5 separate regions of the Mus musculus genome follow, and regions 2, 3, 4 and 5 are each linked to region 1. Evidence: chromatin contacts called from public promoter capture Hi-C data. All regions are on one chromosome and are shown on one strand. Each heading gives the region's core, a stretch centred on a gene start, on an enhancer-like site or on the middle of the called end of the contact. The rest is flanking DNA. Distances are from core to core; before and after follow the strand shown. Region 1 holds the start of Nasp (nuclear autoantigenic sperm protein (histone-binding)). Region 2 holds the start of Atpaf1 (ATP synthase mitochondrial F1 complex assembly factor 1). Region 3 holds the start of Mknk1 (MAP kinase-interacting serine/threonine kinase 1). Region 4 holds the start of Kif2c (kinesin family member 2C). Region 5 holds the start of Rps8 (ribosomal protein S8).

The links. Promoter capture Hi-C pulls out the DNA fragments that hold promoters and counts their contacts. Capture Hi-C pulls out chosen DNA fragments and counts their contacts.
Region 2: a contact with region 1 is called in a promoter capture Hi-C map of adipose tissue. The contact joins the promoter of Atpaf1 here to the promoter of Nasp in region 1. A contact is called at or near these places in 1 of 39 promoter capture datasets (liver) and 1 of 9 other capture datasets (adipose tissue).
Region 3: a promoter capture Hi-C map of liver shows a contact between it and region 1, with 3 times the contacts expected there. The contact joins the promoter of Mknk1 here to the promoter of Nasp in region 1. A contact is called at or near these places in 3 of 39 promoter capture datasets (liver and pre-B cells), 1 of 484 Hi-C or Micro-C datasets (CD8 T cells) and 1 of 115 datasets of contacts at active chromatin or transcription factors (memory CD8 T cells).
Region 4: a contact with region 1 is called in a promoter capture Hi-C map of pre-B cells, with 3 times the contacts expected there. The contact joins the promoter of Kif2c here to the promoter of Nasp in region 1. A contact is called at or near these places in 4 of 39 promoter capture datasets (the C10 cell line, cranial neural crest, frontonasal cranial neural crest and 1 more), 3 of 484 Hi-C or Micro-C datasets (B cells, liver and muscle stem cells), 5 of 115 datasets of contacts at active chromatin or transcription factors (bone marrow-derived macrophages, effector CD8 T cells, embryonic stem cells and 1 more) and 1 of 9 other capture datasets (adipose tissue).
Region 5: a contact with region 1 is called in a promoter capture Hi-C map of neural stem cells. The contact joins the promoter of Rps8 here to the promoter of Nasp in region 1. A contact is called at or near these places in 12 of 39 promoter capture datasets (the C10 cell line, cranial neural crest, erythroid cells and 8 more), 1 of 484 Hi-C or Micro-C datasets (nephron progenitors), 4 of 115 datasets of contacts at active chromatin or transcription factors (astrocytes, cardiomyocytes, embryonic stem cells and 1 more) and 2 of 9 other capture datasets (adipose tissue and liver).

What each region holds. Positions count from the first base shown.
Region 1 is chr4:116,625,512-116,630,343 of GRCm38.p6, forward strand. It overlaps Nasp (nuclear autoantigenic sperm protein (histone-binding)), which reads right to left and starts at 2,440. Exons shown (of 16, transcript NM_016777.3): 1 at 2,379-2,440; 2 at 1,821-1,918. The coding sequence starts at 1,879.
Region 2 is chr4:115,782,277-115,787,108 of GRCm38.p6, forward strand. Atpaf1 (ATP synthase mitochondrial F1 complex assembly factor 1) reads left to right here and starts at 2,730. Exons shown (of 9, transcript NM_001369233.1): 1 at 2,730-3,028. The coding sequence starts at 2,775. It also overlaps a transcript of Tex38 not described here.
Region 3 is chr4:115,836,426-115,841,257 of GRCm38.p6, forward strand. Mknk1 (MAP kinase-interacting serine/threonine kinase 1) reads left to right here and starts at 2,773. Exons shown (of 13, transcript NM_021461.5): 1 at 2,773-2,856.
Region 4 is chr4:117,179,850-117,184,681 of GRCm38.p6, forward strand. Kif2c (kinesin family member 2C) reads right to left here and starts at 2,775. Exons shown (of 20, transcript NM_134471.4): 1 at 2,582-2,775; 2 at 723-817. The coding sequence starts at 2,642.
Region 5 is chr4:117,153,681-117,158,512 of GRCm38.p6, forward strand. It overlaps Rps8 (ribosomal protein S8), which reads right to left and starts at 2,452. Exons shown (of 6, transcript NM_009098.2): 1 at 2,378-2,452; 2 at 1,891-1,997; 3 at 1,328-1,427; 4 at 958-1,133; 5 at 619-748; 6 at 156-307. The coding sequence starts at 2,381. The coding sequence ends at 198. Snord55 (small nucleolar RNA, C/D box 55) reads right to left here and starts at 2,168; the gene lies at 2,091-2,168. It overlaps LOC115490046 (a small nucleolar RNA gene), which reads right to left and starts at 1,609; the gene lies at 1,506-1,609. It overlaps Gm22980 (a small nucleolar RNA gene), which reads right to left and starts at 482; the gene lies at 413-482. It also overlaps Snord38a.

The DNA.
Region 1 (4,832 bases), core at 1,190-3,689:
CAGAGCGAGCAGAAATCCTAAAAATTCAATTCCCAACAACCATGTGAAGGCTCACAACCATCTGTATAGCTATATTGTACATATAGCTTACAGATAGCTTATGTACTTTCAGACATAAAATAAATAAATCTTAGAGCAGCTGGCCAGGCAGAGGTGGGGCACACCTTTAATCCCAGCACTTGGGAGGCAGAGGCAGGAGGATTTCTGAGTTTGAGGCCAGCATGGTCCACACAATGAGTTCTAGGACAGCCAGGGCTACACAGAGAAACCCTGTCTCTAAAAAAAAACAAAAACAAAAACAAAAAAAGGCTGAAGGTTGTGGTATACTCCTTTAATCCCAGCACTTGGGAGGCCAAGGCAGCCAGGACTACACAGAAAAACAAAAAACACAGTTTGGAAATCTGAGGAGATGCTAGGCATTCCCAAACTGTAAAGTACTGGAAGGAAAGGGATCCCCAACGTAATACAAGCAGCTGTTCAGAAAGCACCAGAAATGGAGTTTCTACCGAATTCCTAAACTTAATCTACTCTGGCCCTAAAAATATCAATGAAGAGGACCTAGGAAAGTGGAATCTGAGGGTAAAACTGCACTTTCCCAAATGGTTGAGTGGTTAGAGACCCACTGATTTTCAAGAACCCACTAGGAAAGGAACCAAAAGGTGATAGGGTAAACTGTACGGAGTGAAACGTCATCTAAAACATAAACCTATAGAAAAACCAATCAAATATCTCACAGACACCTTTACTTTTACCCAAGGCAAAACTTGGTTAAAAAAAAAAAAAATGCTCAAGGGACAGAAAAAAATAGAATCCAGGACCTAAAAAAGGCAAGGTAAACTGGAAAATCGAACCTGTATGGAAAATAACTTCTTTCCTCGAACTGATGAATGCTTCTGTGCATATGGGAGAGATCAAGTTAGATTAGCACTTTAAAGCTCTCAAATCAAGCATTCCTCCTTTGGGGTCCTTTCGCTTAGCAAACTCATCTAGCAAGTAAACACTAGACTGATAGCTACATACAGCCTTTACCGAAGACACTACGCAAGTAAAGTGTCCCTTGAAGCAACAAAATCCCCGTCCCACATACCGAAAACCTAACGAATCAAGACACTTCTCCGCAAAGGTTAAGAGTTACAAAGCTTCAGTCCCGTAGCCACCCTCAAGATTACTGTAAACCTGGTAGTGAGTATATAATAAAATTCATTGCGCCCCACCGACCCGGCAAAAGCAGCATCCACTCCAAACAATGGAGTTTTCCCGCCTCCTACAGGCCCCGCCCACTCCTAAGAGCCAAAACTACGACGATCAGCGTGCAAAGCCCCGCCCTCTGAGAGGCCCCACCCACCCGCGTCCCCTGTTCCAAGCCTCCATCCTCGTGTGGGTTTTTTTTTTTTTTTTTTTTTTTTGGCGCCAAATCTGTTGGCCAATTTCTCGGTACGTCTACAGACTCTCTACAGAGACGCACCCTAGGAGTGCGCGATCAGGAGGGGCTCAAGGACCGACTGGAGCCGGGCCCCGCCTACCTACCGGCAACCTCGGGCAAGGGGTGGAAAAAAGGGGCCGGCGATGGAGCCAGCCACCGCTGCCCCCGGCAAGATGGCGGCCGTGAAAAGCCGGGCAGGGGGCGCCAGCCACCCGCCGTTACCGCTGGCGCGCCAGCTCTTCGCAAGTAGGGCTTCTCCACAGAGCAACCCTCTCCGCACGGCCGCCGTTGTTCCGGGGAAGGCAGCTGTCCCACCCACCAGCCCGTCCCGCCCGGGAAGCCAAGTCCCCGGACTCTCCCTGAGGACTGGCCTCAAGCTCGCCACAGTCCCGCTTACTTGTCAGCGGAAACCAGCTCCGCGGCGATGGCAGCAGCGGCTGTAGACTCTGTGGCCATCGTTCCCCTGAGGTGGTGGGCCAGTGGGCAGAACACTGCCTGCGAAGAAAACCAGAGAATTCCGGACAGCAGAGACTCACTCAGGTAGAGAAAATGGCAGATTGGAGACCCCGCGCGGTTGAGGCCCTCTTATATACCAGGTCCCTTGTCCCGCCCATCCACTTCCGGATCCTCCCCCCTCGGATTTAAAGGACTAGGACTCAACACCTTTCTGTCACAAGGACACAGCCCTGTATCCCTTCCCGTTTGGGTATCTTCCCGCCCTAGCCCGTTTTTCCTTAAAAAAAGAAAAAAAGAAAAAGAAAGTAAGATAGAAAGGAAAAAGAAAACAAAAATCAAACAATTTCCTGCTTCTGTGGCTAGTCGTGATAGAAGCAAAATCTCAGTACTACAACTTCTGAATGGGAGCCAGCCTAGAGATTCCACAATTAAGTGGAGCCAGTGAGTCTCTGCGACTGTGGAAAAAGTAGTCCCGAAGGTGTCTTTCTGACGGGGATACCCGAGAAGGTGACAGGTATTCCCTATGTCCTCTCAGTCTTAACGGATGGAAACGCAAGAGCTGAGCACGAGTACAGCAGCAACGGCTAGAACTGACCAGACAGACGCGTGGCTCTGGGCCTCAGCAACTACTGACGAAACAAGATGCTGCTCTAGGATTGGCTACAGATAAAACTATCGCGCTTGATTCAAAACTCTTAGAGGGGCAAAGGGATGCGGGTGTTTAGATCCACCGCCTTTGACTGATCCAATCCGTTGCTGCCATCATCTTACTTTACCCACGTCCAAGTTGTTAAGTTAAATCCTGTACTTAAAACACTTTAAATATTTTAGCTGTCTCTCTTTTTTTTTCTTTCATATATATTAGGTAGGGACTTACAGTCTATCCCTGGCTAGCCTGAAACTTGCTATTTAGACCCACTGATCTCTAACCCACAGACATCTGCCTGCCTGTGATTGCGAGGGCTGGGATTACAGGTGAGCAGCACCACACACGCCTTCTTTTACAACCTTTTGTAACTCCAGTTCAAGGGCATTCAATCAATGCCTTCCTGTGACCACCAGAGCCACTAGGCACACACATGGTACACATTTATGTATGCAGATACACTCATACACATTAAATAAAAGTAAATGTGGCTGGAAAATTCGCTAGGAGGTTAGGAGCACTTGTTATTCTTGCAAAGGATCCTGTTTCAATTCCCAGCACCCACAAGGCGCCTCACCACTTCGTTAAGCTCCAGGCATGCATATGGTGCACAGACATGGATGTAGGTAAAGCATTTATTCACACAAAATGAAAAAAAAAAAAAAGAACTAAAAATGGATAAATAGAAATAAGTGGGTTCCTTTAAAAAATAACTTGGGGGGGGCTGGTGAGATGGCTCAGTGGGTAAGAGCACCCGACTGCTCTTCCAAAGGTCTGAAGTTCAAATCCCAGCAACCACATGGTGGCTCACAACCATCTGTAACAAGATCTGACGCCCTCTTCTGGAGTGTCTGAAGACAGCTACAGTGTACTTACATATAATAAATAAATAAATCTTAAAAAAAAAATAACTTGGGTATGATGGCACACACCTTTATAATTTATTTAGTTGTATTTCATGTACATTGGTATCTTGTCTGCATGTATGTCTGTGTAAGGGTGTCTGAACCCTTGGAACAAGAACTACAGATAGTTTGTTCCTCTCCAAGAATAGCCAGTGCTCTTTAACCGGTGAGCCATCTCTCCAGTCCTAGCACACACCTTTAATCTCAGCACTCAGGAGGCAGACTGGTCTCCCTGGATTTGAACCCAGAATGTTTTACAGAGCTAGTTCTAAGACAGCACACCTGTTTCAGCACTCCAAAGGCAGAAGCTGTTGAGGCAACCTAATCTATGTAAGGAATTCCAACACAGCCAAGGCTTCATAGTGAGATCTTGTTTCCAAAAAAAAAAAAAAATTTTGTCCGGCAGTGGTGGCACATGCCTTTAGTCCCAGCACTTGGGAGTTCGAAGCCAGCCTGGTCTACAGAGTGAGTTCCAGGACAGCCAGGGCCACACAGAGAAACCCCTGTCTCAGAAAAACAAAACAAAACAACAACAACAAAAAAAAACCCACAAACTTTGATCTTTTAAATTATGTATACAAATATAGATTTGTGATTGTGAGTTGAAATAGAGGTAAGAGAAATTGATTCCCCTAGAGCTGGGATTACAGGTAGTTGTGAACCTTTAGATATAAGTGCTAGGAACCAAACTCCAGTCCTTCGGAAGTTACAAGTGTTCTTAACTGATGACCCACCTTTCCAGCAACTGGTGTTACATGTTTTAGTTAACTGCCAGATCTTTAATTTTCCTTTGAGATTTGTTTGTTTGTTAATGTTAAATAGGATGAGATATTTGAGTCACGAATTTAACAAAAAATTAAGGCAGGGCAGTGGTGGCACATGCCTTTAGTCCTAGTATTTGGGAGACAGGAGGATCATTGAGTTCAAGGCCAGCCTAGTCTAAAGAGCAAGTTCCTGGGGGCTGGTGAGATGGCTCAGTGGCTAAGAGCACCCGACTGCTCCTCCGAAGGTCCGGAGTTCAAATCCCAGCAACCACATGGTGGCTCACAACCATCCGTAAGGAGATCTGACTCCCTCTTCTGGAGTGTTTGAAGACAGCTACAGTGTACTTACATATAATTAATTAATAAATAAATAAATAAATAAATAAATAAAAAAGAGCAAGTTCCCAGGACAGCTAGGGCTACACAGAGAAATGCTGTCCAAAAAAAAAAAAAAAAAAAAACCCAACAACATTTAATTGACTTTTTAAAAAAAAATATTTATTTATTTTATGTATATGAGTACACTGTAATTGTCTTCAGCCACACCAGAAGAGGGCATAAGATCCCATTACAGGGCTGGTGAGATGGCTCAGTGGGTAAGAGCACCCAACTGCTCTTCCGAAGGTCTGGAGTTCAAA
Region 2 (4,832 bases), core at 1,480-3,979, 840 kb before region 1:
TTCAGATTCAAACCAGAGCAGGCACTATTTACAGAGTTCTTCCCAGAATGCCTTTCCCTCCGCTCTACCCTATTTGCCCCTGCTTTTCCTCTTCTTTAGCTGGTGTTTTCCACCATCTCCTGGTCTCTAAGTCTTGGCATGCTCCAGGGCTCAGTCTTTAGCATTCTATCTATGTTTCCTTCTCAGTGAACTTACCCACATTTATAACATTAAAGAACACAAATGCACTGATGACTCACAACTGTAACCTCCAGCCTGGAACATACCTCAGAACTTCAGATTCACATACCCAACAGTTTGGCTGGCATCCTTCCTTGCCTATCTATCAAGTTATACTTGACCTTGGGCTTTGAGGTGGGACAAATTACTCACCCTTGGAGGTTTCCACATTTGCTCCACATACTCCAAGTTCCGCAGTCAGAACGATCCTTTGAAGAGTAGGCCATGTTACTCCTCTGCTTAGACTTCCCAGATCAAAAGCCAGTTTTTAACCATGACCTTCAAAGCCCTGAGCAATTTAGCCACTCAACTCTGTGTCATCTCTACCTCTGTCCCCTCCACCATGGGGATATGCTTTTGCTATTTTCAACACTATAATCCTGTCTTACATTTGCTGTTCCCCTTAGCTAGTCTGTCCCTGCAAGTATCATACAAGTCGTTCCCTCATTACATTCAAATATCTGCTCAGGCAATACCCTATTTGTGTCTCTCATATCTTCCTTTGCTTTTCTACTTACGAGTGTTTATCTGGTTCCACTAAAATGTAAATTCCATGGGTTTCTGTAAACAAGGTATTTACATAAATTCTATGGGTTTATGTAAACATTGCTGTTGCTGTGATAAAAATAGCAATTTTTTGTGAAGCAATTTATAGACGGAGGCCTTGTTTTGTTTGTTTTTTTGTTTCGTTTTTGTTTTGTTTTGTTGGTGGTGGTGGTATTTTTGTTTGTCTGTCTTATGGGTCTAGAAGGGGGGAGGGGATCCATAATGACAAAGGAGACATGACAGCAGGTGGCTGGGGTACGAAGCTGGGAGATCACATCCTTATCCATATGCAGGAAGCAAAAAGCAGTGCCTGGAAGTGGGGAAGCCTACAACTCTCAAGCCTACCCATTGATATACTTCCTCCCGCAAGCCTCCACCTCCTGAAGGTTCACACCCTCCCCAACAGGGAGCAAGAATTCAAATACCTGAGTCTGTGGGAGGCATTCCTACCTCAGACCACCAGAGGTCTAAAGTTTTGGATAGTTATATCTTCTGTAAGAAGTAGACTGGGGCCCGGCGTGGTGGCGCACACCTTTAATCCCAGCACTTGGGAGGCAGAGGCAGGTGGATTTCTGAGTTCGAGGCCAGCCTGGTCTACCGAGTGAGTTCCAGGATAGCCAGGGCTATACAGAGAAACCCTGTCTCGAAAAACCAAAAAAAAAAAAAAAAAAAAGACTGGAAAGGGTTGGGGATTTAGCTTAGTAGAGTGCTTACACAAGGCCCTGGGTTCAGTCCTCAGCTCTGGGTGGGGGAAGAGTAAAGATAGACTATAAGGAGGAATGGGGGAGAGATGGCTCAGCAGCTTAAAAGCACTTGCCCTGTGAGCCTGGAGAGCTGAATTAGATCAGCTGGAAAGGAGTTGGAAACTGGAAAAGAAGGAGAGAGCCTATTTCACAAAATTGTCTTCTGATTTCCACATGTGCTTCACCACACTTGAACACAATTTTTTTTTTTAAAGGATGGGGAGGTTTCTCTAGAGGTCTCTTTGAGGCGCTGAGAGAACTGAGTTCCAGATGAGGAGGAGGCAATGCATGCCTGTTTGAGCAGAGGAAACAGCACGTGGAAAAATTCTGAGCCAGGTACAGGCCAGCAAAGTCAGACTTCCATATCTCCCAATGCACTGTCCCAGCATCGAGAGTCTGATGTCTGAGCGCAGGCTGTATTGAACAGAGTTTGGAGTCCCTGTTCCTGCCTCGGGAGAGGTTCCTATCAACTAAGGTCCAGATAAGGACTTCCATGTGACTGCCCTCACATAAGGTCTGCTTTGGATGGTAGCAGGTGAGATACCATTGTTCCTAAGCTCAAGTTTGGTTCAGCAAATGAAGATGGTGACATTTTGGTTGAGAAGGGGAGAGCCCAAATAAAGACTTGTCCAGGATAATTCCTTATGTCTCTGAGGAAAGTAGTTCAATTAAATGCCAGGAAGGAACCCAGACTTCAGAGGCATTGCGTTTTTAAAAAGCTTAGCTTTTAGGTGGAACTTACTACTTTAATGGTTCACAGCCTGTTTAGCTTCTCCATCTGTAAAATGAGGTTAATATCTACTTCATAGGGTATGAGGCCAATGGAACCTTCTGCAAATAGACACTGATAAAGAGAAGCTTCAGCTATGATGTTCAGACATCCTTTGCAGCTAAAGAAACTGTTACAGCTAGTGCCAAGTAAATTTAGAAAAGGGGCAAGCCCTGTGAGAACCCGAAGATGCAAGCCAGCTTTCCAGAAGCCTGGCGCGCAGAGGCTGCTGGTCGGGGGTAGGGGGTGGGGTGAATCCTGGCAGACTCCCGGGAGGAGACGCGCCACGACACCCCTAGAGCGGGTGGGCAGAACCGGGAGCTGCCAGCCCGAAGCGTCGTTGTCCCTTCTCCACTCCAGCACCCGGAACCTTGAGCGCGCGGAACCTCGGTGGCGGAACGCGGGCCTCGCGGACCTTGCGGGAGATGGAGCAGGCGCGCGGGCCGGGGGCCGAGGCTGACGCGCCCGAGGAGGAGGAGGGGGAGTCGCAGGCGGCCATGGCGGCGGTAGTGTCCGCTGCGGGTGGAGCGTGCCCCGCAGTCCTGCAGGTGGCGGGTCTCTACCGAGGCCTGTGTGCAGTGCGCAGCCGCGCCCTGGGGCTGGGGTTCGTGTCACCGGCACAGTTGCGCGTGTTCCCGGTGCGCCGGGGCTCGGGCCTGCCCCCCGAGGGAGCAGACGGCAGTGGGGTCAGCGAGCTGGAAGCGAACCCCTTCTACGACCGCTACCGGGACAAGATCCAGCAGCTGCGCAGGTGCGGTCCTGGTCGGGTGGGGGTGGGGACTCACGACCGGCGGGCAGAGCTTCCGGCATGCACTACTCTCCGGGACGGTGGGCTTGCCCTGGCCCTGCTATACCAATAGTTTGTTTCCAAGTTCAGAGAGGCCAGGCCACTTGCCTAAAGTCACATCTCTGCAGACTCTTTGGGTCTTTCCACAGTCGTCAAAACACTCTTTAAAGCCCTATGAAGAAGACAGCTCAGAGAAAGTTGTCCCCTACTTAGGAAGATGAAAATGAAGACCTTCAGCGAAGGCATTTGATTTGCTCAAGGTCACATGTTGAGTCAGCAGATACCTGCCTGAGAGATCAAGTTCACAGGCTCTCCCAGCTTAGGGCCCTGACTGCCTGGACAAGGAGACTGGGATTGTGGCAAAGACTGATATGATAATGTTACGTTTGTATTGCCCATTGAACCCTCTCACTAAGGAAATGTAGGGATCTGGAGAGAGGTAGAGTCTTGCCCGAGGTCACACAGTTGGTTAAGGTTTATCTGACTGTAACCAGGGTTCCTAAGGCGTCAGCTTCCAGAAGGTAAACCGTGAAGATGAAAGAGGTGTGGCTTAGTAGAAGAGAACTTGCTTACTATGCACTGGGCCTTGAGTTCCATCTCCAGCACTGAGGAGGAAAAGTGTCGTAGGGTTATGGCTGTTAAGGTAGGTAGAGTGGGTGCCTAGTTCCAGGACGAAGGATGAAGGTAAGGAATGGTGGTCTGAGAGTTTGGTGCTATAGGAAGGCACTTCTGAAAGGAAGCCAGACGTTACCGGCTAGAAGTTCTCTGCATTTTGTCTCATTTTAATTCCACTCCCTTAAGTTCTTCGTCTTCACGCGGGGCAGCAGCATCCTCTAACTAGGTGTACTGGCTGGTTTGGTGTGTCAACTTGACACAAGCTGGAGTTATCACAGAGAAAGGAGCTTCAGTTGAGGAAATGCCTCCATGAGATCCTGCTGTAAAGCATTTTCTCAATTAGTGATCAAGGGTGGGAGGACCCATTGTGGATGGTGCCATCCCTGGGCTGGTAGTCCTGGGTTCTATAAGAGAGCAAGCTGAGCAAACCAGGGGAAGCAAGCCTGTAAGGAGCATCCCTCCATGGCCTCTGCATCAGCTCCTGCTTCCTGATCTGCTTGAGTTCCAGTCCTGACTTCATTTGGTGATGAACAGCAGTATGGAAGTGTAAGCTGAATAAACCCTTTCCTCCCCAGCTTGCATCTTGGCTATGATGTTTGTGCAGGAATAGAAACCCTGACTAAGACACTAGGGTTTACCACTTCTAGCCCTGGAACCCTCCACCTGTCTGTCACTTTACCACGAATAGAGTGATCTTCTAAGCTTTTTGAAGCAATGATGGAATAAATGAGTGAATACTTTTGCTCTCCTTCAAACATTAGATAGTCTCAAATTGATTTTAAAATAGTACTTGACCTGCAGTCCTCTCCACCCACTTCTCTCTGATCCCTTTAATACACAAGTGTCTCCAAAGAGGTGTCTCATCTCACTGAGTACTTAGTGGGTCTATTCAGACTTACTCAGGGGCCAATAATGGTCTCTTTCCTTCCTTGGGTCATTCCCATCAACATTTATACATACTAATATTTCAGAAAGTGAGTTTCCCAAGGTGCCCCATTGAATTCTTCAGTGTCCAAACTGCTTAGCGCTTGATGTAAAACCTTCACATGCTAGTTCTCTGCCACTCTCTAGACCAATCTAATACCTAAACTGCAAATACTATGGTCTAGGTCTAGCTCTTAAATCATTGGAGGAATGTGTTCCAAATATGGGA
Region 3 (4,832 bases), core at 1,523-4,022, 790 kb before region 1:
TACTCATTCAAAGGAGGGAATTGTTCCTTGTTTTGACACTGGCAATGCTGGTTCATGTCAGGGTGGTTTGGAAGAACCGATGGCTAAAAGTGCAGTAGGAAATACAGCCCCAACCCCAACCACAGAACAAGGAGCCCCTCTCAGGACTCAAAGTAGGGGAGGTAGGGCAGGTTTCAATCCAGAGCATATTCCCCAGGAGACAGCTAGAACTCACTGCCCCTAAACCACAACCACTCAGACAGGAGTCAAAAGCAGCTTGGTTCTGAAGATTCAACAGAGGTCCTCTTATACCTTCAAAAGAGCCGGCAGGGACTCTACCTGAGAAGCTGAGGCCTGAGCTTCTAGCCTTCCCTCTATAAACCACTTTCTATTTTATGATCAGAAGTGGTAGACTACCAAGATGGCACAGTGGATAAAGGCACTTACTGCCCAACAATGTAAGCGTGATGACCTAGGTTCAATTCTCAAGACCCACATAAAGGCAAAAGAAGAGACGCCACTTGGAATGGGGTCCCACTCATGTCACATACACAGTAGTAATGATTTTTTTTGAGACAGGGTCTCGTTATGTAGTGCTGGCTACCTTGGAACTCACCCTGTAGACTAGGATGGCCTCAAATTCACAGGGATCCACCTTTCTCTGTCTCCTGAGTGCTGTGGTTAAAGGTGTGCACCTCCACACCTGGCAGAAGTATCATTTTAAAATAGAAGTAGGGGTGAGGGTCTGACCTCTAAGCTCCTTCATCCTCACCCTGTGAATGGACATGATAATAATCCAGCTAATACTCAACATGTCTCAAGTGATTGACACAAGTCTTTAGCCAGCTGCCTGGCTCTCCTTCCACCCACCCCACCCCCAGTATCTGCTCTAGAATCTGGAAGGTTTTCCATTTTGCTGTTCCTTCTAATGCCCAGAGCCCAGTGTTCTAAAAGAGTGTTTTCAAACCCATTACAAATCATTATCTCTTCAGTCACTGGACAGTCCAGCTGTTAGAAAGTCCATGTACGTTGTGGAAGAGTTAAATTTATCTCAAATTTGAGATGTCTGGAAATATGTTAGGAAGGACATATGCACAGACAGACACACACACACTTGCTTGGAGAGTCTGAGAAGGATGCTTAGAGGACAAAGAGGGAGAGCTTTGACCTTAGTAATGAGAAATAAGAAGACTCTCACCTAAACAGGCAAAACCTAACAAAAGCAACTTACCTGGGAAGCCAGGGCTTAGTTGTCTTGTTGGCTCAGGATCTGCATCCATTGAGGGGACAGGGAACAGGGAATAAGCTGTCACCTCCACCCTGGGGCAGAACATCCCACACTGACTAATGATGCTGGATGAACTCAGCGTTCATGAGCCCTGTGGCCCTTTTATATGTTCGTGGCTACCACAGTATGGAACTATGGAATGCGGTCAAATAGGCCAGAGGAAGGTCTGAGTTCTACATGGTTTGCCCTCCTTCCTGGGAGCACCCTAGAGCCTTTATCCAATGTTAATTAACCATCATGGTTGCCATGGGGAGGTGGGTAGTAATTTTGAGAATCTGGATCCCAATCTATGCTTGAGTGACCCTGGACTGGTTGGCTATCAAGGGTTGGGGAATAGACTAGAAAGGGCAGTGAAGACACGAAGTTTGGTGGGCCTGGAAGGTTATAAGTTGAAAGAGATTGCAATATCCAGCCTTTGAAGGGGACTCAAATTTGGAAAGGAAGTAAATACAAATGCTTGGGAAAAAGACGTCCCTTTCCAGTCTTCATCTAGATTTGAAATCTAGCAAAGTCTTGAATACTTCCACTTCCTTCCCTCATATAGTTGAACACATAGGCCAGAAGAGGGAATAAATGTGTTTTAGAGGAGTGATGGGAAACGGAGATGCTCTTTAAGCCCCTTACTCTCCAGACCCTAACAACAATACTGAATGGGATAGGGAAGTTTACTTCACCACACAAAAGAAAACTGCGTCAGAACCTGAACTGAAACCAAGCACCCCGTCTTCCCGTCTCAGGCATCTGCAGCCTGTGGAAGTGAGGCAAGGAGGCTGGTTGGGGTACTACTCTAATTAGTACACAGAGGGGAGAGGGGGAGAGGGGGGAGGGGGGAGGGGGAGAGAAGAGAGAGAGAGAGAGAGAGAGAGAGAGAGAGAGAGAGAGAGAGAGAGAGAGCAGAGAGGAGAGAGAGCAGAGAGGAGAGAGAAAAAGAAATAGATCTTTAAGAACATTTGTTTTAGCTGTTGTTTTAGCTGCTGTAGTGGCACACACCTTTAATACTAGCACTCAGAAGGCAGAGGCAGGTAGATCTCTTTAAGTTTGAGGCCAGCCAGGGTTACATAGTGAGACTATTTAGAAAAACAACAATTTAAAAAATTTAATTACCGGAAGTAATGAACTTCTGTATACGCAGACCTTTATAGAAATTTTACAGTCATGCCCGGTGGTGTGCGTCTGTAATCAGAGAACTCTGGAGACTGAGTCAGAAGAAAAACGAGTTTGAAGTCAAGTCTGGAGTATACAAAAGGCCTTGTCTCAAAAATAAACTTTACTTAACAGAGCTGCCCTCAGGTTTACAAGAACTCCGTTCTGGCTCGCAGAAGTAACTATTTGCACCTGCAGCGTCTTCCACTTTCCGCTTGTAAAAGAAACCCGCAACAACCAGAGGACGCTCTGATATGCCACGCCTGCGCAGTGAACTGGCCTTGCTTCTCGCCACGTGTGGCCCTCGGGGCGCAGGCGTGACTCCTCCCCCTCACGCCTCCTTCTGCTCGGGCCCTCCCCCTGAGTTTAGCTCCGCCTCTTCCGCGTTCTCGACGGAGACCTGCAGGTGGGGGTGCTCGCGGCCGTTCCCGCGGTGGTCAACTAAGGTAAAAGTGAGCCAGCGAGGAGTCCCTCGGCGGGGAAACGGGGCCGGGGTCTGGGGTGCGGCGCTGCAGTCGCCCGGGAGGGGCAGACAGGGCCTTCTGAGCAGCTCGAGGTTAAGACCCGGTTCTTCTGCGGAGGAGCAGCCGAAGGGGACATCCTTTTAGAACTGTCCTCAAAGCTGCTTCCCTGCCCAGACCGCAGCGCATAAGATCCTCTTTCGGACTCTCAGCCCGTGCTTATGGACAGGCTTGGGTTGTGACAGGTCCGGAGCCGGTGGGTACGGGCTGTCGAGGAGGAGCTCAGCCTATAAGGAGTTTGAGCCTCAGACCAAACAAGGATACACTCAAGACTGACAGGGCTCAAGACAGTTCACTGGCATGAGCACATTATAAAATATGTGTACTTCGTTGTGTTAAATTGGCGGTTTCCACTTATTTTGCAATATAGTATACAAATGATTCTGCCACACTTTTTTCAACAGAGAGGTGGGAGTGTGGGTAGGATGCAGTCTCTTTCCTATAGCTGTAGGACTGTGGACCATCAGAAGCTAGGTAAGAGGGTGGGAGTGCTTGACTTTGGGGGTGAGCTATGCTTTCCCCTCTCCTAGGAAGCATCCTAGAACAACTCATTTTTCTCTCTTAGAGCTTTTTAAAACGAATATAATAATGTCACTGTGAGGGTTAAGTATGCTTATATGTAAATTGCCCACATGCAATGGTACTGATACATACGATTGTGATTTCCAGGAAAGAGTGTTTTGATCTGGCATATTTCAGGGAGGCCCTGGGGGGAGAAGCTGATGTAACCTGAGCCTTGGAGCCTCTGGGATTTACACGTGGAATTGACCTTGCAGTATGAGGAGGGAGCTCAAACTTGTTGACCACAGGCCTTGTGCCAAGAACCAGCTGAGTGGTTGATGTATAATGTTTCCCTGGATCCCCAGCCATCAGAGAGCTGCTGCCCACTGTCCCTAGCTTCGGGCCTTCTAAAGGGCCTGGGCTGGAAGTACTGTGAAGAATAGACACGGAGTCAGGATTGTGTATAGAAGTGAACTAGCAAAATAAATAAATAAATAAAATAAAAAACAAAAAACAAACAAACAAACAAACAAAAAAAACAAGCTGGGCGTGGTGGCACATGCCTTTAATCCCAGCATTCAGGAGGCAGAGGCAGGCAGATTTCTGAGTTCGAGGCCAGTCTGGTCTACAGAGTGAGTTCCAGGACAGCCAGGGCTACACAGAGAAACCCTGTCTCGAAAACCAAAAAAAAAGTGAACTAGCCAGGAAGTTTGGAGCCCCTTCGGAGCATCTGTTCCCACCTCAGTGTTCCTCTTTCTATAATCCAGGGTCTTTGGCTTGCATAGGAGTGTCATTTCTCTAGTGCAGATTTGGCAGTCAGAGGGCCTGGCACCAGCCAACCCAACCATGGAGAGAGAAGTTCTGAGAAGAAGCTGGCAAATTGCAGCACATGTTTAGCTAGGTCTCCTGTTGTGTGGTCTGTAGTTATTCAATAATATGGCACCTTCTGCAGCTTCTTCACGGGTGCTCACACCACATCTTTGGTGACGCGTCTCATCCTCCTGCTGGTTAGATGCTCCCAATCCAGTCTCCTGTAGCAGAGACTGAGCTTCCTATAGACGTCTTAGCAAAGTCTGTCTTGGGGTACATCACTCATATGTACCCCGACTACAGTTGGTGGCAAGGAGCCAAGTCTATGTCACACCTGCTCTTCATGGTACAGGACTGGCACATAGTAGGTCTCTGTAATGCTTGTGGTCAAATGAGTCAGTGCCTTTTTTTTTTTTTATCCCTCTTTGGTCTTTGTTTTACAAGCCATCAAGATTAGAAGGAGACCTCATGTTTTCCTTCATGGCTAAGGAGGGCCCTGGTTAGATGGATGTTGCCCTACTTACAGGCACCAGAGGCACAAAGGTGCAGGAATTCTTCATGAACCAAGATTCTTCACTGCTGTTATTGAT
Region 4 (4,832 bases), core at 1,525-4,024, 550 kb after region 1:
TCATTTTGGAATCAGTCCAGGAGGACTTTGTGGTTAAATCCTCACAACATTCTGAGATAGACATTGTCACCTTCACTTTATAGGTGGAAATGTGACTAAGCTCATGTAAAAAAGAGGCAGAGACAGAGGAGAAATCCAGGGTTTATATGCACAGATCAGAGAGACATTTTCACAATGCCTTCCTCCCATCCCTTTCCAGGCATTTTCCTGCTGCCATCGCCTGCTGAGTCTGCTCTGCCTGTGGCCAGTGCTGTCATTCTGCCCTCTGGCTGAGGCATGCCACCGTACTGCTTCAGCTAAGCCCTCACGATCCCTGCAAGTCCCAACCTGGAGCGGCTCTTACGATGCTCACCTGTGCCATCCATTAACAGCGGCTTTATGCCTTGAAGGCTTGTCAAAACCACACCTTCATTTCCTTTCCTGGGTTGCAGATTTTGTTACCCAAACTGACACTGGTACTGTGTACTCAGGACTCAAGCTTAGGTGAGTGGGCAGAGCCTTGGTTAGGGTTCGATGCAATTTGCTCTCCATAGACAAACCAGAAATGGCTAATTGCTTCAATTTAGAACATCTGACTAAAAGGAATCCCAATGTCTCCAGGGAGCACCATTTCTTAAGACTGGAGAGGATAGCACAGCATTAGGCTGGGCTGTCACCGGTTCACACAGATGCTCTGCACAGGATCATGGGAGATGCCACACAAGCATCCTCAGAGGACCTACCTCTTTGCCTTTTGTGGTACCTCCTTCGATCCATTCCACCGAAACACAGGATTTCTCCACGTTCACTGTGCTTATATTGGCGGGGTGAATTAAGCCTATGTATGAGAAGGTCAGAAGTTATCCATGTGTCTCCTAAGAACTTAAGTTTTTTTTAAGGTGTTCTTTTTTTTTTTTTGACTGCGCCACCACTGCCTGGCCAAACTTAAGTTTTTATTCTCCACTTTGCTTTTAGGATCCTAAAGACTTCAAATTTACATTTACCTCGGAAGGGAAATTTGTTTTGTTTTGTTTTTGTTTTTTTTTGTTTGTTTGTTTGTTTGTTTTTTCGAGACAGGGTTTCTCTGTGTAGCCCTGGCTGTCCTGGAGCTCACTTTGTAGACCAGGCTGGCCTCGAACTCAGAAATCCGCCTGCCTCTGCCTCCCGAGTGCTGAGATTAAAGGCGTGCGCCACCACGCCCGGCTTTGTTTTGTTTTTCAAGACAGGGTTTCTCTGTATAGCCCTGGCTGTCCTGAAACTTACTTTGTAGACCAGGCTGGCCTCGAACTCAGAAATCCGCCTGCCTCTGCCTCCCGAGTGCTGGGATTAAAGGCATGAGCCACCATGCCCGGCTCCGGAAGGGAAAATTTAATTCTCTTTTAAAAAATACAAACAGCCAGGCAGTGGTGGCCCTTGCCTTTAATCCCAATACATCAGGGATAGAGGCCTGAGGAGTTCTGTGAGTGAGGACAGCCTGGTCTACAACGTGAGTTCCAGGACAGACAGGGCTACACAGAGAAACCCTGTTGTCAAAGTGTAATTCCACTTCCAGAGGATTTCACAAAACACCAATGAACATAAAATAAAATAATAAATTTAAAAAGCAACAAACAAACAAAACACCAAAGAACTAGGCCTGTGATGGTGCATGCCTTTAATCCTAGCACTTGCAAAGTACAGTAGGTGGATCTCTGTGAGTTCGAGGTCAGCCTGATCTACAAAGCAAGTCCAGGTCCAAGGCCCTGTTACAGAGAAACTGTCTCAAAAAATAAAACAAAACACAAATGCTAGTTAGTAATTCTAGTGGGGTTCACCCTTAGACCATTCCACAGTGGAAGTGAACAGGGAATGGGCCTTAAACCCCAGCTCCATAGGATAAAATTGCATCACCGCTCCAACAGAATGAAGATTCATTTGAGCAAGTAAGTTACTACATTCCTTGGAGGAGCTATTCCTGAACACATCAGTAAAGAGCTGGACCGCTGGAGTTCCCTGGTCCATTTTTGGCAGTGGTTGGCTAGTCCATGAATGACCCGTTATTAGACCTGTAGAAATTGCTTAATAAAGACAGATGGTTGAGCCGGGCAGTGGTGGTGCAACGCCTTTAATCCCAGCCCTTGGGAGGCAGAGGCAGGGGATTTGTGAGTTCGAGGCCTGGTCTACAGGAGTTCCAGGACTACACAGAGAAACCCTTCCTTGAAAAACCAAAACAAACGCCAAAAAAAAAAAAAAAAAAAAAAAAAAGCCGGGCGTGGTAGTGCATGACCTTTAATCCCAGCACTCAGGAGGCCGAGGAAGCCGCGGGTCCAACAAAGCAAAACAGGTTCAGAGGAAATGCATCCAATCGCTATAACCTAGCTAGGCGCACCAATAACCGCAGACGTGCTCCGCCCACACTCAGAAAGCAGGCAAGGGACCCACAACCAAAGTAGCGTTTTCCTCCTGTGTAGGGGACACCGACTGCCAGTGTAGTGACATGGACCCCCTCAGTGTGGAATAAGGGAAAGTATCCCAAAGCTTTGCCACACGGAGATTCAGATAACCATCTTGGCAGTCTCACCGCTCTTGGGTCGTCCCCTTGGCCTCAAGACCCTGCCCTCACCATTGCTGCGTTGAATGTTGATGGAGAGACCAGGAAACAGGCGTGCGTGAAGCGACTCCATGGACTCAGGAACAACAACAGGCAACACAAATGAAAGAAGCTTGGAAACCACGACTCTGCTAATACTGCGCTGTGTTAACAACGCCTAAACCGCTGCAGTTTAAATCCCGCGCGCCAGCCTCCCTACAACGTCACCAGTGCGACGCACCGCAGAGCAATGTGGGATATGTAGTCTTGGTCTCCGACTTCCGGCGCGTGGCCGGGCTCCCGAGCTCTGAGACTGATGGGAAGGGTTTTTGGTTGGTTGGTTGGTTGTTTGGTTTTTTCGTTTGTTTGTTTTGTTTTGTTTTTCTAGCTCTTGCTGTCCTGGAACTCACTCTGTAAACCAGGCTGGCCTCGAACTCAGAAATCCGCTTGCCTCTGCCTCCCGAGTGCTGGGATTAAAGGCGTGCGCCACCACGCCCAGCTGATGGGAAGGTTTTATGGCTTCTGGCCTTACCCTCCCGCTACCAGGTCGAACTTCTGCCTTTATGTAAGACTAGGAAACTTATGTATAATGTTTCAGTGAGGGCCTTGTGATTCTACAGACAGGGGTTCAAATCCTGGTTTCTTGATGATTGCTTTCTCTTTGAAATGTATACAATATTTCGAAGACACCAATTAAAAATAGTCACATGCTAGTGCTAGACATAGTGCTAGATTGGGATAGTGGAATAAACAAGACGAATGGTTCCTGTCCGTGAAACTTTTTTTTTTTTTTTTTTCCTATTAGGAACACGGGGGAAGTCATACGGTGGTGACTCGAGCCTTTAATCCTACCACTAGAGAGAGGCAAATTTGACTTCGAAGTCAGTCTGGTCTACAGCCTGAGTTCCAGAATAGCCAAGATTACACAGGGAAACCCTTTCTAGAAAAACAAAACAAAACAGAACACAAGAGAAGCGGGGTATGGTAGATCATGCCTATAATCCTAGCTCCCTGTAGATGAAGAAAAGAGAATAATTTCAAAGCCAACCTTAGCTAAGCAGCATGTTTGAGGCCAGAGTGGGCTGTGTGAAACTGTCTCAAACAAACAAACAAACAAACAAAAAAAGATGCTGGCAATGAAAAGCAGCCTACAATGCCTAAATGCTGGAATTAGCATGAATCACCATACCTGATTTTTGTCATTATTTATAATGTCTTTTTGTTTCGTAGTACTAGGTATTAACTCCAGGACTTTGTGCATGTGCCACTACTGTCCGGCTTCTAGGGGAACGTTCTTACACTGAACCACATCATTACTGCCCCAGTATGCAGACCTATGCAGACCAAGAACCCCCACCGCCCCGCGGAGGATATGTATAGTGTAAATGGTGTCTAGCCCTTGGTCTATCCAACCTTGACAAGCCTGAAGACCTGAGTTTGATCTTCTGGACCTACATGGTAGGAGAATGAACTCCCCAAAGCCTCCACAAATGTGCCATGGCATGCACCACATACACACACACACATACTAAATAAACAAGTTAAATGTAGTTACATTAAAAACAAGAATAGTGCCAGGCTTGGTGGCACATGCCTTTAATCCCAGCACTCGGGAGGCAGAGGCAGGCAGATTTCTGAGTTCGAGGCCAGCCTGGTCTACAAAGTGAGTTCCAGGACAGCCAGGGCTATACAGAGAAACCCTGTCTCGAAAAACAAAACAAAACAAAAAACCCAAACCAAAACAAATACTCTTTGTTAGGGCTGGCGAGATAGGTCAGTGGTTAAGAGCGCTGACTACTCTTCCGAAGGTCCCGAGTTCAAATCTAATGAAATCTGATGCCCTCTTCTGGAGTGTCTGAAGACAACTACAGTGTACTTACATATAATAAATAAATAAATCTTAAAAAAAACAACAACCAAGAATAGCAACAGTGGAAGGAAGGACAGGGTATTGAGATGGCTCAGAGGGTAAAAGCCCTTGCTGCTGTGCTTGAGCCTGGAACACACAGGATGGAAAGAGAGAGCTAACCCCTGAAGGCTGTCATCCCTTTAACCTCATGCCGATGACGATGATGGTAAAGTTAAAATATAAAAGAAAACAACTTCTTGTCCATGAACATCTTAGACTGGCCTCTAACTCACAGTGTAGCAGAGTGACCTGTTTTCTTTGTTTTGTTTTTTGAGGCAGGGTCTTACTATGTAGCTCTGGCTGTGCTGAGTCTGTTATAGAACCTGATCTTCCAGAGCTCCTGAGTTCAATTCCCAGCAACCACATGATGGCTCA
Region 5 (4,832 bases), core at 1,202-3,701, 530 kb after region 1:
AGAGCCCCTGCCACACCAATCCACTCTAGGTTCCCAAAAGACCAGGGGAAATCTGGCTTTACTGGACTGGGCCCCTCACTACAGCTGCACAGTAGAGATGAGTTTGCTCAGAGAGCAGGAAAAAAACCAGCCTCTCCAAACACCTAGACAGCATACAGATAGAACAGCAGACACCTTTATTACACTACACATGAGGCTCATTTGCCTTTCCGGGCTTTGATCTTCCGCAGATAGAACTCCAGCTCCTTGCCTTCGAGCACATAGCCGTCTGCTCTGCCACACTGGCCTGGTCGTGAGGCAATACAGGCTGAAAGAGAACAGGCAGTCTTCAGTAAAGGACAAGACACTCCACGCCACCTGTAGAAGTCCACGCTGGCCTGACACCCAGGGGGCAGGCGTTGAAGGCCAACCGTCTCCTCAGATAACTTCATCCTCACTTAAGAGATCAGCAGCAGAACTGGACAAAGTTCTCATCACCGAGACAGTGCCGCATCATCCCCTGCCCCCAGCTACACAACCTGCTTTCCACCCACACAGCACGTTATTAGCCACCTACACTCACATGTACCCCACTGAACCAGGAAGGGTCCACCCACCCCAGCCCCACAGCCACCTCACCTAGAAGCTTGCCCTGCTGGAACTGCTCCTCCAGGAGGCTGCTGATTTTGGCATTCTTTTTCCTTTCATCGTATTTCTTTTGAATTTTCTTTGATCGTTTTTTGTTTAAAATCTCTTCCTCCTCAGGAGTCTGAATGAAAAGAATATGAATTGATTTGTCACCAGGAAAGTCACAAGCCTCCTTGAACCCCCCCCCCCCAAGTCGCCATGCTTGCCTTCTTCAGCACTAAAGTGTTCATCTCATTCCTTCAGTAGCAGAACTGGACAGTATTTTCATCACAAGAAGGCAGCACCCATCCCACCCCCAGCCAATCAACCCCTTACAGGAAGACAACGCACCAGCTTGGCCCCCTTCTTGCGGCCCAGGGGCAGTGCATAGTGGGACTCGTACCACTGTCGGTACGGCGTGCTGTCAATAAGCACGATGCAGTTCTTCACCAGGGTCTTGGTGCGGACAAGCTCGTTGTTGGATGCATTGTAGACAACATCAATGATCCTTGTTTTGCGAGTACAACCTGCATACAAAGAGAGATTCACAATCAGGGGCTGGGGCAGTTAATGTTTTTTTATTACTGAAATCTTTTTTTAACATTCTCTAGAAAGCACCTCTCATTGCAGGAGTTAAGAGATCAGAATATGGCAAAGAATTCTCCAACTACCTCAGGATCTTTCAGCAAGAACAAATTCAAATACTTCAACACCTACTTACACTCAGAGCCCCAGGAAAAGTTCCCCACATCCAATCTCAGGGCACGGTACTTCTTATTGCCTCCTCGAACTCGGACTGTGTGTATGCGGCGAGGGCCAATCTAGAGAACACAAGAAGGCCAGAACATGTGTCATCAAAACGAGTGGGGACTGGGAGAGGAACCCGAACCAGACGGAGGTAACAGTCAGTGTAACTATGACAAGTCCTTGCATTGGCAAGTGGTGTACAGGTGGCCAAGACGGCCATAACCACGCCTAAGGATACGTTTTCATCACCCTAGTTACCTCCAGAAAAAGCCAGACCCCCCCTAACACAGGAAGAACCCCAGTAAGGAACACACCAAGCTTGCAGCTCTCCCACTCCTAGGCTCCAGTAGACCCTAAGCTTGGAGATTAGGGTGCACAGACCCTGCACGTGGACACACTTCCATGTCCAGTCGCCAGCACCGAGAAACCTGAGCCTTACAAAGGTGATCACAGCCACTCGTGTTCCCCAGCAAACACGCTCTAGCGCAGGGGAAGGCAGCCTCTCCCAGTCGTCCTCCCCCCGACCCCCGCACGCACCTTCGTGTTGGCAGCGGGCCGTCCCAGCTCATACTTTCGCTTCTTGTGGTAGGGTTTTCGCTTACCCCCGGTCTTGCGGCGCTTGTGCCAGTTGTCCCGAGAGATGCCTGTGTGTGGGAGCGAGGACGCAAGCCTGAGCAACCGGGCCTCGCCGCCGGCCAATCAGCCCGCTCCCGAGCCCCGCGCTGCGCGGGCTGCCCGCACGCTCAGCTCTCCAAGGTTGGCTTCCCCACGACGCAGTCGGGAGTGTGCAGCATACCCAGGTGTCATCATCCGCGTGCGGCCCGGCCCGCGGCAGCCATGTTGGCCCGCTCGCAGCCCGGAGCCCCGGAGGCGGCCGCAGCGATCTCCACAGCCCTAGCCCACCGCAGGCCCTTGCCACGGCTGCCCGTGGCCCATGGTCGGGCCGAGCATGCGTCGGGAGGCAGGATGGAGACGGATGGAGCTCGCTCCCCCGCGGCCCGACCCGGCCCGCAGCAACACTCACCCATCGCTCGGCGCTGGCTGGAAAGAGGAAGCGCAAAGCTTCACGGTCCGGTTTCTAAAACTCAGCCCCGCCTTCTTTACGTCTCTTCCGGTTGCCGGGAAGGACCTGGGGCCGCGGCGAGCCTGGGACGCTGGCACAGGGGAGGGTCCTGCGGCGTGCGAACTCACGCGGACCCCGCCTCAAATCCCTTGACCTTGGGCGGTCTGGAGGGCGGGCTCCTTAAGCTGAGCTATAGGGCACACTTGCCTGCCTGTTGTGCTTACATTTTGTCCTTTAAATTTTTTTTTTTTTTTTTTTTTTTAAACCGGGCGTGGTGGCGCACGCCTTTAATCCCAGCACTCGGGAGACAGAGGCAGGCGAATTTCTGAGTTTGAGGCCAACCTGGTCTACAAAGTGAGTTCTAGGACAGCCAGGGCTATACAGAGAAACCCTTGTAAACTTGTAAAACCAAAAAAGAAAAAAGAGTAAAGGGCCCTAATTGGAAAAGTGAAGTAGTAGAAGCTCCAACGCTCTGTTCACAGGGGGACTTGACCCTGTATATGAACACACAAAATTCATGTGTATCTCTTACATGGCAGCAATTAGCAATCAAAAAGGAAATTAAAAACAGTTTTAGTTCTGGAAAGATTGGTACTGCAAACTGTGCTCAGGGTCTCTTCAAAAGCATCAAGTGCTTAGGTCGACTCACAGTTCCTGAAATTCCAATTCCAAAGTATCTGACAATCTGGTCTGGCCCAGTGGGTCAAACCTGAAATCCAGCACTGAGACAGAGAATTATCACCAGTTGAGGGCTAGCCTGAGCTAAAGAATGAGCTACTGCTCAGTGGGAGGAACAAGCGGCCGGCTGAGGAGAAACTGAGGCACTAGACACCCCTCCAAGTGAAATCAAAGCAGAGGACAGTGGGGCTCCGGCGTCAGACAAGATGAGAGCTCAGTCAGTACATTTTATTTCTTAAACTTAAACGTCGCCTTGAATGTCAGTGAACGTCTACTTTTAAAGGGACCTCTCACCTGACCGATTTCTTTTTGAATTTTAAACTTTAACTTCAAATGTTTTAAATTTTGATTCTGAGGTTTTTACTGCGTGTATCCGATTTTTTTTTTTTAAAGATTTATTTATTTAGTATATGTAAGTACACTGTAGCTGTCTTGAGACACTCCAGAAGAGGGCATCAGATTTCGTTACGGATGTTTGTGAGCCACCATGTGGTTGCTGGGATTTGAACTCCGGACCTTTGGAAGAGCAGTCGGCCCTCTTAACCACTGAGCCATCTCGCCAGCCCCCCCCCCCCCCACGATTTTACAGTTTTGAAGCGATTTTTTTGTTGTGTTTGTTTTTTTGGGGTTTTTTGTTTGTTTGTTTGTTTTGTTTTGTTTTTTTGAGACAGGGTTTCTCTGAATAGCCCTGGCTGTCCTGGAACTCACTTTGTAGACCAGGCTGGCCTCGAACTCAGAAATCTACCTGCCTCTGCCTCCCGAGTGCTGGATTAAAGGCGTGCACCACCACCGCCTGGCTTGAAGAGATTTTTAATTTTGTTTTAATATCATTTAATCATTTTAATATCATTTAAAAGTGTTCTTGAGCCAGGCCTGAAGGCACAAGCTTGTGATTTGCCTTCCAAGTGCTGGGATTAAAGCTGCATTACCACCCAGCTTTGTTTTTGTTTTTTTGAGGGTCTTACATGCTCACAGTAGCCCAGCCTAGCCTTGAACTCCTGGTAATCCTCCTGTGTCAGCCTTTCTGACTTGTGGAATTATAGGCGAGCTACCACATCTAGGTTTTCTGAATTGGCCTGACCTTGGGATTTGCCATAGTATCCCTCATAGCAGCAGCTGGGCCACTTCAGTGGTAGAGAGAATCTGCCACATGCAAGTCAGAGCCACCACCAATGTACCTAAGCTGGATTTGCAAGCTCTTGGCTCAGGAGACTGAAGGTTATGTACAAGAGACAGGTTTGTACTATAGGTGGAACAACAATATGAACTAACCAGTACCCCGGAGCTCTTGGTTCTAGCTGCATATGTATCAAAAGATGGCCTAGTCGGCCATCAGTGGAAAGAGAGGCCCATTGGACTTGCAAACTTTATATGCCCCAGTACAGGGGAATGCCAGGGCCAAAAAGGGGGAGTGAGTGGGTAGGGGAGTGGGAGGGTGGGTATGGGTGGGTATGGGGGACTTTTGGGATAGCATTGAAAATGTAAACGAGGAAAATACCTAATAAAAAATAAAAAAAAAAAAAGAATTATCAGCCGGGCATGGTGGCGCATGCCTTTAATCCCAGCACTCGGGAGGCAGAGGCAGGTGGATTTCTGAGTTCGAGGCCAGCCTGGTCTACAGAGTGAGTTCCAGGACAGCCAGGGCTACACAGAGAAACCCTGTCTCAAAAAAAAAAAAAAAAAAAAAAGAATTATCAGAGAAAAAAATTATCAGAGAAAAAAAAAAGAGAGACAGGTT